Linked DNA regions of Pan troglodytes: region 1 is linked to region 2. A link is a contact called in public Hi-C data. All regions are on one chromosome and are shown on one strand. The core of a region is the stretch at or near the end of the contact, and the rest is flanking DNA. Distances in the headings are between cores, read along the strand shown.

Region 1 (3,201 bases), core at 77-2,576, 110 kb after region 2:
TCTTTCTCTGCTGTCTGAGACCACCTACAAACCTCTGGAGCTTGGAAAGTTCGGCCAGCCCAGCAGATACAGATGCACAACTGAGTAATCAAGTCTCGGAATCTGGTCTCCAACTCTGCCACGAACTGGCAGGTCTTGTCTTCTCTCTAGGCTTTAGTGCCCACTCTGCACCTTGCAGGCGTTGGACCTGGTGCTTCCTAGGTGCCCTCCAGCCCTGATGTGTGGGCAGCCTAGGATCTGCTATGTGTGAGATATGTGTCAGTGTCCCCAGACACCCACCCCGGGCCAGATGCACACAGTGTCTCCCACCAGGGCAGTGCCAGGGCTTTGAAAGCCCCTCCATTCATGCAGATGCCCCTCCCTCTGAGCCGTGCCCCTGCCACCCCACCCCCTCACCTTGCCCTTTGTCAATAAAGCTGGTGATGGTGTTGGCCAGGCCAGCCTCCAACTTCACGCTGCTGTTGCCTCCCTTTCTGTCAGCATCGGACAGCGTCCTGTACAGCGAGAGCATGTACTCGTGGGGTGTGATGGGGGGTGGGCGAAACGGCTCCTTGGGCTCTCGTGGGGGCCCGGGCTCCCTGGCCTTCTTCAGCAGGAAGGAGCTGGGGACAGATCCTGCTTTTGGGGGTGCCTTGCCTCCGGGAAGCTGTCCTTTTGGGGTCACAGTCCGGGCTGTAGCCTGCCTTGTTTGGGGAGGGTGTCCTGGCTTGGGTTCAGGGCCGCCCGGTCTGGGGGGCAGCTTTTTGGGTTCATCCTTCTTGGGCTGTGTCAGGCCTCCTTTCTGCCCGGTGCCTCCCTTTGCCCTGGCATTGGCATTGGTGGCCCCCCCACCATAGCTGTGACCCCCTGGCCTGAAGACGTTCCGGGCCAGGGGGGGCCTCTCCTTGGCCTCTGCTTTGGCCAATCCTGGCCTGGTCCCCTGGGGTCTCTGGCCCAAGTCAGGGGCACCCAACACAGTGCAGATGAATTCCAGGTCCAGCCAAGCCAGGTACCAAAGCAATAAAGTGAGGAGTTTGGGGAGTCTCATCCTCTGGCCAGCCGCTGAATGACACCAAAGAGAACAGCGGCAGCAGCGAAGGTGCCTCTGGTTTGGCAGGAAAAACCATGAAAGGAGTGGACTTTCAAAAGCAGCGGCAGCAGCAGTAGCAGCAGAAGGAAAGGCTTTCTCCTCAGTCTGAGACTCTTGAAGTCTGCCGGGTGTGTGTTTGTATCCAGTCCCATAGTGGAAATGCTCTCGTATCCAGACGTGCACCGTCTCCAGTCAGCAGCTGAAAATAACTCGTTCTTGAAAGGAGAAAGCCGACCGCCCCCTTTCTCCTGCACAACTGACTGAGGGCTTGAAGGAGGCTTGTATAAGGCTGAGGGATTTTTCCAAGAAGGAAGAATGGCGTAATGCTGCCTGTGTGCTCCAGTTTTTTTTTCCCCCTAGTTTTGAATCCTTTCCAGTGAAAATACTTCACACACACACACACACACACACTCACAGGCCTGCAGGTGCTCAGAAAAATCTTTTACAAACCTGAACTCAGGAATTGGAAACGGAATTCCAACCCAAACCAATTTAATTACTCTCTGATGTCATGCTGTCTAAACTCATTTAAGTGCGATATATTTATGTGAAAAAAATCACCACTGCCCTTTCGAGGCCATGGCTCACGGGGGCTCCTGGCACGGAGCCCCGCAGCGGGACTCTAGGCTTAGGGGGCCTCCCCCTCCACGGGGCAGACTCAGGGGTCTTCACCTCCACCTCATGGAGCAGCCCACCCCACTTTCCCGAGGAGAGATGCTGAAGAATGAGCTCAAAGATCTTAAGCCCCAGAAGCATGGGGAGTGTGGGTTTGTAGTTAAGTCCTTAGAGTGTTTTTAAAGCAGTTTCAACTCCTGCATCTAGTCTGGGACCTGATTTGTTATGCGTGTGTGTGTGTGTGTGTGTGTGTTTATGTGTGTCTGTGTGTGTGTGTGCCTGTGTGTGTGTATTGGGAGTAGGGACAGCACAGATGGCAGCATTTACCCACATTTTCTTTTATTTTAATAAACTTGTGGTGACCCAGAGACTGAAAAATATCAGTGCCCACTACACCCCCTCCCTACCCCCAAATCCCATTGACTGAGTGCATATTCTTCAGGCTTGGGGGCACTGCCGCCCTTAAGTTCACTCCTTGGATGGCGGCAGGTCCAGGGTGTACCCCACCACCACCCCGGCAGAGACGTCCTCTGAGTTTTCTTAGAAAAGACTGGCAGAGTCTGGGGCAGCAGCGGCCCCTACAGGAGGCTGGAAAAGCCATTTCCCACATGACGCTTTTTTTTTTTTTTTTTTTTTTTTTTTGAGACGGAGTCTCGCTCTGTCGAGTGCAGTGGCATGATCTCAGCTCACTGCAATCTCTGCCTCCCAGGTTCACGCCATTCCCCTGCCTCAGCCTCCCCAGTAGCTGGGACTACAGGCCCCTGCCACCACACCTGGCTGATTTTTTATGTTTGTAGTAGAGATGGGGTTTCACCATGTTAGCCAGGATGGTCGCGATCTCCTGACCTCGTGATCTGCCCGCCTCGGCCTCCCAAAGTGCTGGGATTACAGGCGTGAGCCACCAATTTCCCACATGATGTTTTTCTGGTAGCTCTGGAAGGTCTGAATTCCAGCTGAACTCAAGGGTTTCTTAAAGTGCCTCATTGAAGTATGGAAGATCCCTTCCTCTGGGGAACCTTCGCCGTAGAGCCCCTGGGCAACTTAACACAGGGTCAGCGGGGAAAGCTGTTCGCTTCACCTGAAATATCCTCCTCTCTCTCTCCCACAACTGGAGGAAGCACTCCACATCCTGAGAAGTTTAGCTGAAAATTTACCTCCTTCGGGAAGCCTTTCCTCGTCTCCAGACAGAGCCAATTACCCCTTCTGTACATTTCTCTACAACAACACTTGTCACGCTGTAAGAAGGATGGCGGGGGAGAAGCAATAGTCAGATAGGCTTCCTTCTTTTTTTTTTTTTTTTTTTTTTGAGACAGAGTCTCACTCTGTCACCTAGGCTGGAGTGCAGTGGTGCGATCTTGGCTCACTATAATCTCCACCTCCTGGGTTCAAACGATTCTCCTGCCTTAGCCTCTCGAGTAGCTGGGACTACAGGTGCACACCACCATGCCTATCTATTTTTTGTATTTTTAGTAGAGACGGAGTTTCACCATGTTGGCCAGTCTGGTCTCGAGCTCCTG
Region 2 (3,201 bases), core at 422-2,921:
TCCATCTTTATAGGGTAATTCTCTTTTGTCCTCTTTTCTCAGTAAAATGTTCTTAGAAAGGTATTTTATCCAAAGGAAAGAGACAAACTCAGTTAGAATGCTGTATGTTAAAGAGATGATCTCTTTGGTGTTCTGTATTTAAGTCCCAACTCAGACCTAGGAAACGCACTGAAATCTAAGTAAATTTTGGGCCCCAACAGCCCTGTTTCCCCACCTGGTGAGTCTGAAAGATTAATCACTCTGAGCCTCAGTTTTTCCATCACAACTATGCAAAACCACCTTTCCTTTTTCCTTTTCATATTAACAGATGAAAATGCTTAACAGTAAGTAAATTAGTAGTGGCAAACATCTATTTCGCTCTCAGGCATTGTTTAAAGAACCTCACATGTGATAACTCATTTATCCCTCACAATGCTACAAGTGATGTAAGGTGGGTATTACAGTTATGTCTATTTTACGGAGAGAAAACTGAGGCATAGAAAGGAAACAGGCATAGAGACCTTGCCCAAGGTCACATGGCTAGGGCAGGATTTGAGTCCAAACTGGCTTCAGTATGTGAGCACTCTCAACTACTCTGTGATACTGCATTGGAAAGGAGGTTACAAACTCAACCCAATCCCCCACTTGGAGATGAGGGCCTGGAAGTCTCTGAAGCTTCTCTCAGGACCTTGGGGCTCACCTACTCTCCTGCCTCATCCTCCCATCACACTCAGCCCTGCCCTGGGATAACTCCTGGAAGAAGCCTGCAGTGAACACAAAACAAAAAAGCAAGTGAACTCATATCTTTCTCGTTCGTCTGTTTCGTGTGGAAGTGAATCCAGGAAAGATTCAACTTCCTTTCTCAGCATAAACTAGATTGTAAGCCCTGTAAGATCACTTATCTCTGGTATATTATCTACCAACCACATTCAGGGATTAGCATATGGTGAGAGACAAAAATGTTCCTTGAATAAATGAATGAAACGATTCTTAATAAAACCATACAAATTAATAATGCTACTGGATCTAGAGGAAATACATTCAATATTGCCTTCATCAAATGTATTCAGCACTACCCAGGCATCAAGCACTGTTTTAGGAGCTGAGGCTACAGCAGTAAACAAGAGACAATTCCCGAACTCCGGGAGTTTAGGATGATTAGTCAGGCTGCTGAATGATTTGCAGAATGAATCTGAGATGAAGAGAGTCAAGAGGCAGGAGGACCAGTGAAGAAGCAGCCGACAGTGAGTTTAGGTGAGAGGTCAGGACTGGATCTGAGCATCAGTAGGACAGCTGAGGCCCTGATAGTGGTTGTTTTAAAGAAGGGCTCCTTATTAGTTCCTCCTGCTCCTTTGAGAACCAGGCACGTCACATTGATGGCAAGGATCACTGACATTCAGAAAGACCAGCTAAAGAGAGGACAATGAACATGGAAAAACAAGTCCCTCCACTCTAGCTGGGCCCCTTCAGCTCCAACCAACCCCACAGGGCCATTCACTCAGCATTTTGGGGGAAACAAAGTGAGAAAAGAGTGTTACAGCTGCCTCATCAATGGATCCAGAAATACTCATGGCGCACCCAGGGCAGCTGAAAGAAACATCTGTCTCTACTGTATCCTAGGTCTGACCTCAGAGCCTCCAGAACTTTTTTACATAGCCCCACCCAGATCCTGGTGAAGCTACTGCCCTCTGGTGGTACCCAATGCAGGGGTTAAGCCCACAGGAGAAAAGAGTCTTGTGGTAGGACATGGAGTGAGAGGCATAGTCAACCCCAAGAGCTCGTCACAGTGCCTGTATGTCTTACTACTGCAACCACTGCTTTTTCCAAAGACGCTATTTACAGAAAACTCTGGTTAAAATGCAAGAGTTATCTGGGACCATTAAAACAGATCCTGTTGGCATCCCTTAACGATTTGGCATGAATTTAATCAGGTAAATTGCAGTGTAAGTATAGAATTGATTCTAAGAAGATAGGGTTAGGAATAGACTCTGTGAGTTCACTCACTCATTCACCATTCAACCAATATTGGATGGAGGCTTACCATGTGCTAAGCACTGTGCTAGACACTGGAATGCTGACCTTAAGAGAAAAGGATCAGGAGGTCTTTGATTGGAGGCTTTTCCCAGCAACACAAAATGCAGGGTGTGTGTAGTGGCTCTAGAGAACAGCAAAGATGATAGTATCATGTAACGAAAAGAGCAACAGAATGAATCAAGAGAAGTGAGTTTTAGTCTCTGCTACTACCGCTACTATATGACACTGACCAAGCCTTTTTCCTGACCAGGACTGAGTGTCCTCACTTGGAAAGGGTTGAATTAGGATCATCTTTGTGGCTGTCAAGCTTCTAGGAGCTTGGCGGCCACTGAAATGATTAGGAGATGGCATAAAATAAAAACACTGACTGCTTGGCAATTCTGACCAGCTAGGGCTAGCCCTGGGTGGGGCTTCCTGCCATCAGCCAGGGCAATCTAAAATTCCTTTACATAGTTCCTGAGGATCATCACCAAGTGAGATTCTTCTGACATCCATACCCAACCACTTCATCAGACGAGATACCCCTAGTATGTTATGAACCCCACATTTGTCCCCAACTACCCTAGTCTCTTCTGGTCCCTTTGAACTGAGGCTATTAGGGACGGAGCCAGTTCTTCCAGTGCTACAGGGCAAGAGAGGCTTGGAGAAAAGTAGGAAGTGTTGCAAACTGTGTTCACTCTTGGAAATTCTACCCTGGGCTGGAAAATTTTTATCTCATGGATTTTTTTTCAAGCAGAAAAGGCCCTTAGAAATAACCTGGTCCAGGCTCTGCATTGGAGCCTGCTGGTTAATTGTGGAACTAAGTCTAACTCCACTCTTGTAGCTCCAAGATTGGTGAGTGTTTTTCAGTTCTCCCACACTGTCCTTCTAGAGGGAGGCTCTTCTCTGGCAGCCAACTCACCTTGGGACCTAAAGCACAGGAGACGATAAACACCTTCTGTCTTTGAAGGAGAAGGAGTATAGCCACAAACACCTATCGAAAATGCCAAAGACAACAAGGCTCATTTGAAATCTGAAGAATGTTAGCAAACGGGTGTGGGACAGGGATGAAAAGAAGAGCGGGAGACAGAAGCCTGCTCAGCGCTTAACAGGAATCATCTCCTACTTGCCCCATAACCATACACATACCACAAGCCAGCTGATTCCTAACCCCAGCAGCTAAACTGCCCAAGGCCTAGGAAAGGGGGC

What was found. A called contact is a pair of places that touch in the nucleus more often than the background predicts.
Region 1: a contact with region 2 is called in a Hi-C map of induced pluripotent stem cells, with 2.1 times the contacts expected there. The contact joins the promoter of GDF5 here to the enhancer-like site in region 2. A contact is called at or near these places in 2 of 7 Hi-C or Micro-C datasets (both in induced pluripotent stem cells) and 1 of 1 datasets of contacts at active chromatin or transcription factors (stem cell-derived excitatory neurons).

The regions. Positions count from the first base shown.
Region 1 is chr21:41,671,290-41,674,490 of NHGRI_mPanTro3-v2.0_pri, forward strand. It overlaps GDF5 (growth differentiation factor 5), which reads right to left and starts at 1,327. Exons shown (of 2, transcript XM_530287.8): 1 at 397-1,327. The coding sequence starts at 1,027.
Region 2 is chr21:41,562,385-41,565,585 of NHGRI_mPanTro3-v2.0_pri, forward strand. The region is part of intron 7 of UQCC1 (ubiquinol-cytochrome c reductase complex assembly factor 1); the gene reads right to left. Among named protein-coding and RNA genes, the nearest start is that of FAM83C, 33 kb to the left of the region's middle. Within about 2 kb of position 1,672, at least 2 of the 24 cell types and tissues checked have an H3K27ac peak or open chromatin away from gene starts, as enhancers often do. A contact at or near this core is called in induced pluripotent stem cells, where this site is marked.